3 separate regions of the Mus musculus genome follow, and regions 1 and 3 are each linked to region 2. A link is a contact called in public promoter capture Hi-C data. All regions are on one chromosome and are shown on one strand. Each heading gives the region's core, a stretch centred on a gene start, on an enhancer-like site or on the middle of the called end of the contact. The rest is flanking DNA. Distances are from core to core; before and after follow the strand shown. Region 1 holds the start of Zfp994 (zinc finger protein 994). Region 2 holds the start of Zfp40 (zinc finger protein 40). Region 3 holds the start of 1520401A03Rik (elastin).

Evidence for each region. Promoter capture Hi-C pulls out the DNA fragments that hold promoters and counts their contacts.
Region 1: a contact with region 2 is called in a promoter capture Hi-C map of embryonic stem cells, with 6 times the contacts expected there. The contact joins the promoter of Zfp994 here to the promoter of Zfp40 in region 2. A contact is called at or near these places in 2 of 39 promoter capture datasets (embryonic stem cells and hippocampal neurons), 1 of 115 datasets of contacts at active chromatin or transcription factors (astrocytes) and 3 of 9 other capture datasets (adipose tissue, liver and pancreatic islet).
Region 3: a contact with region 2 is called in a promoter capture Hi-C map of cranial neural crest. The contact joins the promoter of 1520401A03Rik here to the promoter of Zfp40 in region 2. A contact is called at or near these places in 9 of 39 promoter capture datasets (the 3T3-L1 cell line, 3T3-L1-derived adipocytes, cranial neural crest and 4 more).

Annotation. Positions count from the first base shown.
Region 1 is chr17:22,223,027-22,227,415 of GRCm38.p6, reverse strand. It overlaps Zfp994 (zinc finger protein 994), which reads left to right and starts at 1,802. Exons shown (of 5, transcript NM_001205095.1): 1 at 1,802-1,877; 2 at 3,322-3,405.
Region 2 is chr17:23,191,250-23,196,014 of GRCm38.p6, reverse strand. It overlaps Zfp40 (zinc finger protein 40), which reads left to right and starts at 2,787. Exons shown (of 6, transcript NM_009555.2): 1 at 2,787-2,940; 2 at 4,213-4,338; 3 at 4,580-4,670. The coding sequence starts at 4,636.
Region 3 is chr17:23,723,575-23,727,862 of GRCm38.p6, reverse strand. It overlaps 1520401A03Rik (elastin), which reads left to right and starts at 1,412. Exons shown (of 41, transcript XM_017317755.2): 1 at 1,412-1,724. Pkmyt1 (protein kinase, membrane associated tyrosine/threonine 1) reads right to left here and starts at 1,527. Exons shown (of 8, transcript NM_023058.3): 1 at 1,222-1,527.

The DNA.
Region 1 (4,389 bases), core at 553-3,052, 970 kb after region 2:
AACCCTGGGGAGAAAGAAGGTGGAAGTAGAGGAAGCCACCATGGGCTAAGAGTCTTAGAACAATGGCCATGTTGACTGGCCAATTGGAGTTCAAAGCAGCCCTGATGAAACATGGCAAAATATAGTGGGATTAATAGTTGGGAAATAGACACAGTAATAGCACAGATGATATATACATTCCTAGTTCTAGCACTGATAAAGGCATATTATGAAGATTGTGTATGTCTTTTACCTTGGAAGTGAATGATCAAAACCTGGGTAGAAACAACAGTTGAGATTATATGTTTTCCACAACACATTGCAAACAATTGTAAGACTTCTATGATAAAAGGTTCAAGTTTTTGAAGACAGAAATTAAAGAATATACTAGACTGTGGAAAGATCTCCCATGCTTGTGGATGAGGAGGCTTCACATAGTAAAATTGGCCATCCTACCAACAGAAATCTATATATTCAATGCATTCCTTACCCAAGTACCAGATTCTGAGCTACAGACCAGAGTGATAAAATGAATGCCCTTTCCCGTGAGAATTCAAGTATTACCATGTCCATTTTCCTTACCATTCTGATCCCGAATCCATGAATCCCATCTGCATGGAATTTTAAGTAGTATAAACTCAGATCAGAAGGCATTTTATTTTTCCTGGCTATCAAAATTCTGTTGTACTATCACTGTATTTTTGCTTACAGGAACTGGGGCTGACGCTGGTGTTTTCATTCATGTTATGATTGTCAGACAATTTATAGGAAAATATTTGTGCAAACTATTTGCATTATCTATTTTCTTTGCTATTGTGGCCATGACAAATATCTTGGAGTTTAACTTTATCAGTGCTTTCCACTACCCTGTTATACAGCTTTTGTTTCTACAGAGTGACCTTTGTCCCTGGAGCTCCCCAGAGAGCTTGCAGAGCACCCTCCCATCATTCTCTGTCCCATCTGTCTTTATCCACATTTTCATCTCAGTGGTCCCTCTTATACTTCATGTATGCTTTGATACATGGTTTGGAAGGAAGCCAAACTTTGTGAGTCATTTTTAGTATTGTGTGTTGGGGTGCAACATAAGAAATTGGAATTTATCTCTTAAACTCTTGTCTCCCTTGCCTCTACCTCCCTAGTGCCTCTCCCTGCCCTCCATTCCTTTCCACCCTCTTTCCAGGAGGGCATGGCCAGCCTCCACTTACCTACTCTCTCCTTCTGTCTTTCTCTGCCTCTACTACTCTCTTAACTCCCATCCGCATGCCCTAAATAAACTCTATTCTATACTTTAAAAAAAAAAAGAAAAGGAATTTAACGCCTAGGTTATATTTTGCTGTGCGATTGTAGCCGAGGAGGCTAGCGTCCCAAGCTAAGAAGTTGGGCTGCCTATTTATTATCTGAGGGTTTCAGAACTACCTCTCAGATGTCAGAGTGCAGCATCATACAGAACCAGTTTTTCCTAGTCTGTCAGCAAGCAGCAGGGAGGTTGTGCAGAGCAGGTCCACAGGTGGAGCTGTGAGGCAGGAAGCCAATGACTGAGTGGGAGGGAATGGAATCCCCGGGGCAGGGATAAAGGCAAGACCAGGACATTGACCAGACAGGAAAAAAAGTATTAAAAATTAAGGTTGAGAAAGCGCTTGCTCACAAAGTGTTTGGGGGAACCACGTGACCCTAAGTATGGTTTATTGGGCGGGTCTAGGAGAACAGCTCCTAAGATCCAGGCCGGAGTGACAGGAACTTCCACCAATCAACTTTCTACCTTTCGGTTTCTGCGTCCTAGCTGTCTCTGGACCCGGAAAAGTCTCCTCAGAAGCATTTCCGTGGCGGAGGGCCTGGGGAGGCGGCAGTCGGCAGTGCAACTGTTGGCACAGCAGCCCGGCGGCCCCGAAAGGTCCCAGGTTAGAGGCGCTGCGGGGCTGGGAAACGGGAGGGAGCGGAGCAGCGGGGTGTTTTCCTCAGCTGCTCTTAAGGACGCCGCTCTCACAGTTCTGTCATTGGTTTCTTACCACTGACCGGAAGTTTCAGATCCTGTGACCTGGGATTTATCGTGATTCTTTAAAAATGTATTTTACAATTACTGGAATATTCAGTCATAAAATCACTGGTAAACCAGAACACCCTCCCCGCCCCAACCTAAGCTCCCTGGGACTAAACCACCAACCAAAGAGTAGACATGCAGGGACCCATGGCTCCAGCTGCACACTTAGCAGGAAATGGCCTTATTGGTCATCACTGGGAGGGGGAGCCCCTTGGTCCTGTAGAGGCTCAATGACCCAGGGTAGGGGAATGCTAGGGCGCTGAGGTAGAAGTGAGTGGGTAGGTGGGGGAGCACACTCATAGAGGCAGGGGGATAGTGGGTTTGTGGAGGAGAAACTTGGAAAGGGGATAATATTTGAAATGTAAAAAAAAAAAAAAAAAAAAAAAAAAAAAAAAAACCAATAAAAACACGAAGAAAAAAAAACTTGTTATAGAGCGGTTGCATTATCTATTTCCTAATATGACAATTACAAAGATAGTGGAAAGTAAATTTGTTCTTGCTTTCTTGCCTTGTTTTACTAATTGCTTGTTCAAGAGAATGCCTTTGGCCCGGTTAATAGGCATCCACAGAGAGCTTTGCATATAATATTATATGAGGAAACAGTGCCCATTTATTGAACCAAAAATATAGTTTATCGAGCCCTACTGTTATGGGTGTAAACACTAATATTTACTAAGCAGACTTTTTAGTGGCCATGAACTTTTTAATCAGAATTGTATGCAGTTTAGGATGTAAGTAAAACATTCAGAAATATGTCTTCATATGCTGAGTTCTTATGTTACTCCTTGGGTCCAGGCAAGCCCAATATTGCAGTCTCTTAAACCAGACTATAGATTAAAATAAAGTTTTAGAAAACATCTTTTGAATAATTATGATCACTTCCCTGTATCAGAAAATTGTCTCTTTGGTTGAAGGAAAGCACTTTGCCCTCACATAGGTGGCCAAGCTGTTGTTTTTTACTTTAGGGTTTGTTATCATTCAGTGCTGTGTCTGTGGACTTCTAGTAGGAGAAATGGGAATTCCTAGACCCTGCAGACAGGGCTTTTGGCAGAGATCTCTTTTGGACAGTGCAGCAGTCTGGTTTCTGTTAATGACAATAGTTTTCCTGAAGTCTCCCTAGCTCTTCCTCAGAGTTCAAGGGAGAATGACTGTTCATGTGTCTGAGCCTACATGCTTAGAGGAAAAGAGACATTTTTATTTCTGATATTTTCTCTCTCCTTCATGTTTATCCTTTTTTAGGCATCCTTTATTTTTGTTCCATGAAAAGTTCTGGGTGCTTTCTGAAGACTCTTTCCCTTGTGCAGGTATCACACTCATCAGGTAGTTCAGCTCACCTGTGAAACTGAGAACCCTGGATGGTGAAGAGAGGAAACTAGCAAAGGATCCAGGTATGTTAGAGAGAATGAAGAAGGGATGGGGAGGGGCTCAAGTCCCAGTACAAAGAGGACATGAGATTTGTTTTGCCAGATTCTATTTCATTCTAAATATTTCTAGATAATTGCAGTGAGAATAACATCAGAATATTCCCACTGTAATTTTTAGAAGACCTTTTATGGAAGAATTAATTCACAGAGGCACATGTAATTTAATTGGTTTGTATGTGAGGGATATTGTCCCCCTCCCATTCACATCCCTAATCATATCTTTTTACCAGTATTAAATATTTTCTTTGTTACAATTTTAATGTATTGTTTAGTCAGAACACTTGATGCCTGTTAGTTTTTTTTTCTGCTCATGGAGTTTTGGAGCATTGTGTAGTTCCTTTCAGTTGTTCTATCTTTTATGGTTAATTTCTCAGTTCCCTAAAATAATGCCAGCAAGATTTTGATAAGATTTGTTTAGAAACTTTGCATAGTATTAAACTCTGTCTATATTACCTTCCCACTGATACCTGCTGTAGTCTGTCTTCTTGTTGGTTTTGCAAGATTTGCATTGCTATAATTTTAATATACTTTGAAATCACCCTTGGGTTTGATACTTCTCTCATATATTTAAAATTTTTTGTGGTTTCTCATTTTATAAATTTTTGGAATGATTTGTCTATATTTAAAAATGTCTCTGTGATTTTGGTATTTTACATTTCTTCACGTTTGACTGAGAACATGCTAACAGTACCTCAGATTACAAGTCTTTTATGTGTTCCTGTGTCTTCTACTGATGTCAACATTCCAGATTTTTTAAAGAAAAATGTTTTCAATTACTTTTATGATTATTATTCTTTGTTTTTCATACTCCTGTCGCCATCCCCCTCTCCCTGTCTCCAAGAGGACATCCCCACCTGTCATCCCCACCCCACTTGACCTACCCACTCCCTGAGGCCTCACGTCTCTTGAGGGTTAGGTGTGGAGAAGACATTTCTACTCTGCAGTCTT
Region 2 (4,765 bases), core at 1,538-4,037:
CAAATAGTCCTGTCATTTGAAAAATGAACATGCTCAGAACCCTGTGCTTTAAAGACAAAACCCTAGTTCTGCATCTGTGTGTGTAAGCTCCCACCTCCTTGCAGAATTGGGATGCCTCTTAATGTGTCACAATCATACCAGCACAGCTTGAACCCCAGAACACACCAGAGAAAACTGGTCCTCATGATAATTATGACAATTTTATTTATTTATTTATTTTTAGCTAGAATATCTAAAGAAACAGGTAATAGCGAATTCTATTTTCCTTAGCCTATGTAGATGGGGCATGGGTGTACTCAGAGAATTGCAGGTAACTATCAGGAGATAATCTGTGGGTAAATGGCTAAACACTGTAGTATATATGCTAGTTTTAGTTCTAGATTTTAAAGAAATATCTAGATTGTTTTCCTAAGTGGCTGCTCTAGTTTCTGTTCCCAGAAGCAGTGTATAATAGCGTCCCTTTCCTAACATTCTTGTCAGAATTTGTTATGTATCCAAATGAGGTTCATTCTAACTGAGGTGAAAAGGAATCTTAAAGAAGATTTGTCTGCCTAGTCTCCAAAGCTATTTATAGTGGAATATTTGCTAACATGACTGGAGAAGTACCCAAAGTAACTGCACAATCTAATAAGAAGACATGACTGTACAAGCATATATTGTGCCTAATGACATTAAAGGCCTCAAGGCAACTACATTGGAAACTCTAAAGGAAATAAACAGATATCCTGGCTCAAATCACATACCAAAATTATACCAACATGAGATAAATAAATAAGTGGATATTTAAGCAACATCAACAGTGAAGCAGTAGTAAATGTACACCCTCTGGGGGGGGGGGAGTGGAACACCAAGAAACAGATTGATTCATCAAAGAATTCTGTCAAAACTCCAGAGAATAACTGATTCTGAAGCTACTTATAATATTCCTTCAGTTAAAAGGGAAACAAGATGTCTAGACTCTTTATGAAGCTAGTGTTACATAGCATAGAAAATGAAGACTCAAAATGAAAGTACAGATTGATGTGATATCTACGATGACGATGATGGTGATGTCCCTTTCACATGATATATTTCACTTAGTGCACCCTCTCATTCTGAACTTCATTTCAATCCTAGATCATTCTTCTAACAATTCTCTCTCTCTCTCTCTCTCTCTCTCTCTCTCTCTCTCTCTGTCTCTCTCCCTCCCTCCCTCCCTCCCTCCCTCCTTCCTTCCCCCTGTTGAGAATTAGCAAAACGGCAAAGTCACCATCATGTGGAGAAAGCCGTAGTGTGCAATATGATATGAATTCAGTTCTAGTTTGTTAGTTGGGCTAACTGACCATCAACTTCCTGAGACATCTATTTCCTTTCAAAATCCCGAGTTCTTCAAATGTCTTCCCCCAAGTTAAAATTTTAGATGTTTGGCTGGTAATAGTGAAGGTCTGTGAGAGAAGGATGCAGATGGCTTTTCAGTGTCACTCCAATTTGCATAGTTATGAAAATAATTACCCAGCTTCCCAGTAAAGCTCTCCAGATTGAGTTGTTAATGTCTAAAATTTAAATTATTTCATATAAGTGTTGGATGCACAGTTTAAATTTCACTTCTGCCTTTAAACAGTGCTACTTGTGTATTTTCTTTTAATTCATCATTTCCTTTGACTGAGACATCCCGCTCCCGTACTTTGTCTTCAAGCCTGATATTCTGTCTCCTACCTGTTCTGAGTTATTATTAGACATTGCAGTTTTGATTTCTTGCTTCACTTCAGTTTGGACTTTTTCGATGTTTCTAGCTACTTATTGAATTCAATCTTCATATCTTAAGTCGTCCTCATTTCCATCAGCATTTGCTATCTGCCCCCTCCCCCCAACAAATCATTTTGTTCCTGTCTTTTTTTAGTTCATTTACATGCTCAACCTGCTTTGTTCTCCTTGAATTTGACTCTTGGTTTTTGAGCTATGTATCTTTAAGATACCACTTACAGTGTTTTCCTTAAAGGACACAGCTATAGTTTTTTTTTGTTTTGTTTTGTTTTGTTTTGGGTTTTTTGTTTGTTTGTTTGTTTGTTTGTTTGTCTGTTTTAGGTCAAGGGCATTTTAACCTTAGGTTTACTATAATGTTGGGAGCGGAACAAAAGTCAGAATTTAGGGTGTCGGCTGATTCCTTTTTGCTGTAGTCCAGAAGGCTAGTATCTCAAGATGAAAAGTTAGGCAGAATAACTTCTATCTGAAGACTTCAGAAGCCACGGTCTGGGTCAGACCTGGGTGCAGCGGACTAGATCCAGTTCTGGTCTAGCTGTCAGCAAGCCTGGTAGGTGGGTGGGTGGGACTGTGCTGAGCGTGTGCAGCGCAGCCTGACAGCTAGAGCTGTGTGACAGGCTGTCCAATACTGACTAGGAGGGACCTGCCTCCGCGGAGCGGGGATACTCGCCTGATCAGAAGGCGAGGAAGTTTTTAAAAACGAAAACAATCGGATAGACTTGGAAAAAAAGAAAGAAAGAAAGAAAGAAAGAAAGAAAGAAAGAAAGAAAGAAAGAAAGAAAGAAAGAAAGAAAGAAAGAAAGAAAGAAAGAAAGAAAGAAAGAAAGAAAGAAAGAAAGAAAGAAAGAAAGAAAGAAAGAAAGAAAGAAAGAAAGAAAGAAAGAGAAGAGCTTGGGAGGGGTGGGCTTACAAAAAAAAAAAAAAAAAAAAAAAAAACCCTCACGTAACCGGAACCAGCGTGTGGTGGGCGGAGCTAGGGCGGTGCTCCAAGGAGCCTGCACAGAGTGACAGAAAAATTCACCATTCACTGAGGGACCGGGGAAGCTGCGAGGTCCGGAATCCGGGGTGGAGGACACGGGCTTCTCTAGGAGGGCGTGAAAATTCCAGGCATCCACAGGTGCCGCGAGAGGAGTCCTGAGAAAGTCATTAGTCAACAGCGCTGTAGCTTGAGCCTCAGCCCGGCAGCCATAGAACGCCCAGGTCAGAGGAGCCGCGGGGCTGGGAAACGGGCGGGAGCAAGGGTGGAGGCTGCTCAAAGGAAGCCGCTCTCACAATTCTGTAGTAGATAATCTTTTAACCATGGATAGCCTACCATTGTCGGGAAGATTGAAATCATATGAACAGGGGTTTATCGTCATTTTTGCATTTATCTTATGCTGGCCAGAATATTTTCATAAAATAATCTGCTAGAGCATTTGCATCATCTGTTGTCTGCAAGCAGGCTTCTCATTGCTTTGTAATAGTTACAAAGCTGCTGGAATTTAAATTCATGCATGCTTTTTTCTAACTTCTGTGTTCTACTACTTGCCTATTTCAGAGATTGTCCTTTGCCCCTGGGACTAAGCACAGCAGAAAGCTTTGTAGATACTAGTCGCATGAAGAACCAGTGCAGATTTGATAGAATCAGAATATACACTGTGACAGAGCAAAACAGTGTAGCGGTTCCTCCATCTTGTTGTATTCCTGCTGAGACCGTTTCCAGGGTTAACTAAAAAATTATTTTCTTGATGGAGAATCCCATGAAAAAAACGACCCAACTCTATTCTAGGTCAGGATGTCCTAGCTAACCTACCATACTTAGCCATTGATTAAAGTTTTTGAGTAACCTCTTCCAGTCAACCTTAGATCCTAGCTGCTGGTGTGCTGGAACCTCCCATCAGGATGGCTAACCTCCTATTTTAGCTACTGTTAAAAACTGCTTGCTTCAAACTACTTACTCTGCAGAATGGCCCCAGCAGCTGCTATGCAAGATGCCTGGATGAGGTCCCTGCCCTTAAAACCCCTATGTTTTGGACATTCACAGAAACACTTAGGTCCCTGAACACTTGGGTGTGGTCTCAACCGGCTGGAATAAAGACTTTGAGTGGGCTATAAACTGTTTGAGTGGTCATCTCTGGCCAGCTACCCATAGCAGTACTTTATTAAATGCCAAAGTTACTGCTGTAAACATTAATGTTTACTAAGCAAATTTTACTCCCTGTTAATTTTCTGTCTTGAGATGTAAGCACTCTATAAATACAGTATTTGGAGTGTAAATACACAATTCAGAAATGTGTAATCATGATTTTATAGTCAGCAAACTCAGTTTAGATTAAAACTAAAATTAGAAAGCATCGTTTCAATAATTGTATTCGCTCACTGGAATCAGAGTAATGAATGACTCCTTGTTTCACAAAAAGCACTCTGCCCTTGCACATGTGGCCAAACTGTTGTCTGCTTTTTGTCACTGTTTGTTTTACTTTTTTATTTAAGGATCTGTTGATCTTCAAGGCTGTGAAGGTGGACTTGGTGCAGGAGGAATGTGAAGGCCTAGACCTTACTCACGGGGCTTTTACAGAGATCTCCAGTTGGAGAAGTATAGCAGTCTGGTTTCTCTAGGTGAGAATAGTTTTCTTGCAGTCTTCCTTGTTCTTCCTCAAGGTGCTGGGAAAACTACACTATGTGTGTGATTAGTCTTACATCTCACAGAGTAAAGTGAAATCCTTAGAGAACGACAGGCATTTTTCATGATATTTTCTCCTTCCTTCAAGTATATTCTTTTGACAGGTGTGAGCATCTTTCCGTTTTCTTTCATGAAAAGTTCCAGTTACTCTCTGAGGAATATCTTTCTCGCATGCAGATCTCACACTCCTCAGCCAGTCCTGCTTACCTGTGAAGCAGAGCAAAGAGCCCTGGATGGTGAAGAGAGGAAACTGTAGCAAAGGATCCAGGTATGGTAGAGGGATTGAGCAAGGGATCGGGAGGAGCCCAAGTGACAGTAAAAACAGGACATGAGATTGGTTTCGCCACATTCTATTAAATTAGA
Region 3 (4,288 bases), core at 163-2,662, 530 kb before region 2:
TGTTGTAATTGAAACAAAGGCAAAAAAGCAATAGAAAGTGTCCATTTTAGGGGAAGCCACAATGTATCAAAGGAGCCACACCTAACCTCTAGTAGTAGCTAGATCAAATTACTACTTAGGTTAAGTACTTAAGAGGCTTGCTGGAAGGCCCTCTTGTTATGGATCTATTTACTTCAAGAATCCCATCCCAGAGGTGGCCTTTAGCTTAGTGATAGAGTACATGCCTGGCACCATCAGCGTCCTGCATTTGATGCCCACCCTAAGAAAAAAAAAAACAAATCCCATCCCAGGTCTTCTGTAAGGATCCACGATCATGCTTGTTAATTAAACCTACAGTCTTGAAGGGGACGTGGGTGGGGGAGGTAAGAGTACTTGCTGCCCTTCCAAAGGACCAGGTTTGATTCCCTGACACACAAGCGTCTGTAACTCCAATTCCAAAGGGATCTGACACCCTTTTCTGACCTATGTGGGCACTAGGCACAAACAGACAAAAATACACATGCATTAAAAAGAGTAAAAACTTTTTTTTTTTAAAGGAAGAAGGAATACAGTCTCCATGCCTAGCACCTGGGAGTCCATCACCTTCTGTTTCAGCCAGAGAGACCATTCCCTCTCAATGCCATTTTCATTTCAACATCACTGGTCATTTACATTCTAATACCTCTGGCCTGGTCAAACAGCTTTTATGGGGTGAGAAGGGTTGGTAGTGGAGTCCCGGCTGAGTACAGAGTGTCCCTGAGCCACTGGGTTTCCAGGGACCTCACCCTCTTACTGAGCTGTACCCATCTGTTGACCACCATCTAGCGTTAGACTGTGAGTTTCTCCCGTGCAGGGCCACTGCTGAATCCGTTCGGTAGGCGAGGGGGAACTCTGACAAACCATTGCGTAAACAGGCTGTCACCCGGGGGTGGAGGGGCTCTTCCCAGAGAGCCGCGGGAGAAAGAGAGGCAGTGCTGGAAAAGGAGCGCCCAATGGGAAGGGACAGGGGACCCGCGGGAGTAGGCGGGGCGTGGGCGACAGCGCTGACCTGGAGTCATCCGAGGGCTAGTCCGGCCCGTGACAGACACGGAGGGGTGGGGCTGCTGCAGGGGGGTGGGGGGGTGACCGGATACTGAGAAGAGGCCGGAGGGCAGTCGCGGGGCGCAGCGCGGCAGGAGCGCGGGCCAGGGCGCCGGCGGAAGAGCGGCGCAACCGGGAGATCTCACCCGGGTGTGGGCTCACCTGGGGAGGCTGGGCGTGGCGCAGCGTGGCGCAGCGTGGCGCAGCAGCGAGGTCCCAGGTTCCGGGTCGGCGGGGGCCGCTGGGGACCTCACAGAGGCCAGGCAGGCCGGGGTCGGGCAGCGGGGCCTCTGGACACCGGGACGAAGCACCCTCCAAGAAGGGGAACCGCCCGTGAACGCGCGCGGAGCCAGCTCGCGCCAAAAATTCCAAACCGGCCTCGAGGCCCCGCCCAGGCTCGCCCGTGGTCCCGCCCCCGCCTGGTGCAGCGGGTCTAGCGCCCGGGGCATTGGCCCCGCCTCGCGTCTTGCGTGCGCACCGAGGTCTCCCCGCCTCCGAAGTTTGCCGGAGCGCTCTCACTGCGCAGACGCAACTCTTCGAGGCCTATTGCGGCGGGAACGATCCTTGGCCCCTCTCTGTCGGTATTTGTCGGCCTTCACACTATGGTCCCCACACCAGCTGCTCTCTATTGGCTGCCTTAATATTCGTGTCCATAAAAGGGGCAGGTAAGGGCCCTGCAGCCAAGTGGCATCTCCTCAAGGAGTTGCCACTGGGGACAGCACAAGCGAATGTCCCACTACTTATAATCTTATGCATATTCAGACACCGGTCTTCATCATCCCAGGATAGCGATTGGTAGCGCCTGTTCTAAGACGGTGGAGTCTCCTTGTAAATAGGCTGTCTGAGGCCGATTCTTACATCCTTTAGCTCAGAACCTTGTGCTCAACTGACTCCTCTCAGTCACTTCCTGGCCTCACAACCTCTGGTACATGATGGGTTGTCACTTTTCTTCTAAACGTGGAGCCGAGGAACCTAGGACAATTTCTTTAAAGAAGGTCTGCACAGAACAAAGTGGGGTGGAGCTTGCTTCATGGAGAAAGGGACCTTTATTGATTTCAACTAGAAGTGAAAAATCATGCTTTATAGCCAATCTCTCTAAAATGCTCCTGCAATCTCTTGGAACAACAGTGGGAAGGAAGGCCAGGCCCTACTTAAGCCTGAGATCAAGAGCTGGGGTACCGCCCACCTCCAAGCCCTTCCCTTTGCTTTAGTGACTTTGAGAGCCAGAACAGTTGTGACTTGGTCTAGTCCTTGTTGAGAACCCTAGACAGGTCCCTCTCCAACTATTTAGAGCTATTTTCTGCCAGCTCCGTTTTCTGGACAGGCCTCCCCTTCTTCCAACCATTTATTCCTCAAAGTCTAATTCATAATGATTAAAACACACTAACACACACACAGTAACAAAAAACAAAACAAAACAAAACAAACAAACAAACAAAAAACTGCACTGGTACATGTCTATACCCCAAGCACAGAGGCGGCTGAGGCAGAAAGGTCACATGAGCCTAGGAATTGGAGGCCAGTGGGTACTATAACAATATTCCTGGGGCTGGAGAGATGGCTCAGTGGTTAAGAGCACTGACTGTTCTTCCAGAGGTCCTGAATTCAATTCCCAGAAACCACATGGTGGCTCACAGCCATCTGTAATGCCTTCTTCTGGTGTGCCTGAAGACAACTACAGTGTACTCACATACATAAAATAAATAAAATCTTAAAAAAAGAAAGAAAGAAAAAGAAAACTCAATTAAAACAAAACAAAACAAAAAAACGAAACAAGATGCCTGTCCTCAGATAAACCACTAAGTAAAAGTTGGGTAAAGTGGTGTATAGCTCTGTAATCCCAACACTGAAGACCTGGGGAGGCTGAGGCAGGGGTAATCTCTGAGTTTGAGGCCACCCTGATATATATCAGAAGTTCTAGGCCAGCCTGGGCTACATAGTGAGACTTTGTCTCAAAACCCGGCACAGTTTTATCAATTTGAACCCTGTCTCATAAAGAAACTAGGGAAGAAGTAGAAAGGCTAGGCTGTCAGCTAGCAGGTGTGAAGCCCTTGGTTCAATCCCCAGCGCTACAGGGAGAAATAAAAGCATTTTATTTCAGTGGCATACATCAGAAAACATCTCACTCTGCAGAGAAGGCTGCACTAGACACCTAGTAAATATAGATTAACAGCAGTTACAGGTAAGTGGACAGACATCCTGTGAGGGAACTAAAGGCTGTAGTGTTGCTCTGCCAGTCTCCACATGTGTAAAATGAATAATAGCTCCTCCTTGCTGGAAGAAACGAGCATCAACTGAGAAAATATATGTGAACTGCTTTTGTTAGAGGAGAGGCAGACCAGAGAGATCTGTGCTTTTCTGCCCAGGTTCATGGTCTTATCTGTCTTTTTTTTTTTTAAAGATTTATTTATTTATTATGTGTAAGTAGACTGTAGCTGTCTTCAGACACTCCAGAATAAGGAGTCAGATCTTGTTACGGATGGTTGTGAGCCACCATATGGTTGCTGGGATTTGAACTCCAGACCTTCGGAAGAGCAGTCGGGTGCTCTTACCCACTGAGCCATCTCACCATCCCTGTCTTTTTTAAAAAACAAAAACAAAAACAAAAAACAGAAGGCCAGAAAGCAAAAGTTTGATTTAGAAAGTGAAAGTTGACATGGAGCAGCAGCAGAGGGACAGTTGATTGGTTTAGTGCTTTTGATCAGTAGAGGTGAGAGCCGCTAGAGTTCTCAACCTGAGGGTCGAGACCCATTTGAAGCTATCTAAAGAACTTTTCACAGAGGTTGCCTAAGACCGTCAGAAAACACAGATATTTACATTACAGTTCATAACAGTAAAACATTTACAGTTATGAAGTGGCAACAATATTGATTCTATGGTTGGGGGTCACCACAACGTGAAGATCTGTATTAAAGGGTTGAAGCTGTAGGGTGACTGAGAACCACTGCTCTAGTGTAAGAGTTCTCTCCCATTGATGCAAAATGGGCCCACGGGTTGCATCAGTCAAGACAAGAGCAGCTGCTGGTTAAGTCAGGAGTCACCTCTACCCATACTGCGATGGCACAGACAGAGGCATGTTCCCAAGGGGATCAAAACCAGGACTCTTAGCTGGGCATGGCAGTGCATGCCTTTAATCCCAGCACTCAGAGCCAGAGCAGGCTGATCTCTCAGAGTTCAGGGCCAGCCTGATTTCTGTTATAAGTCTCAGGCCAGTCAAGACTACATGTAG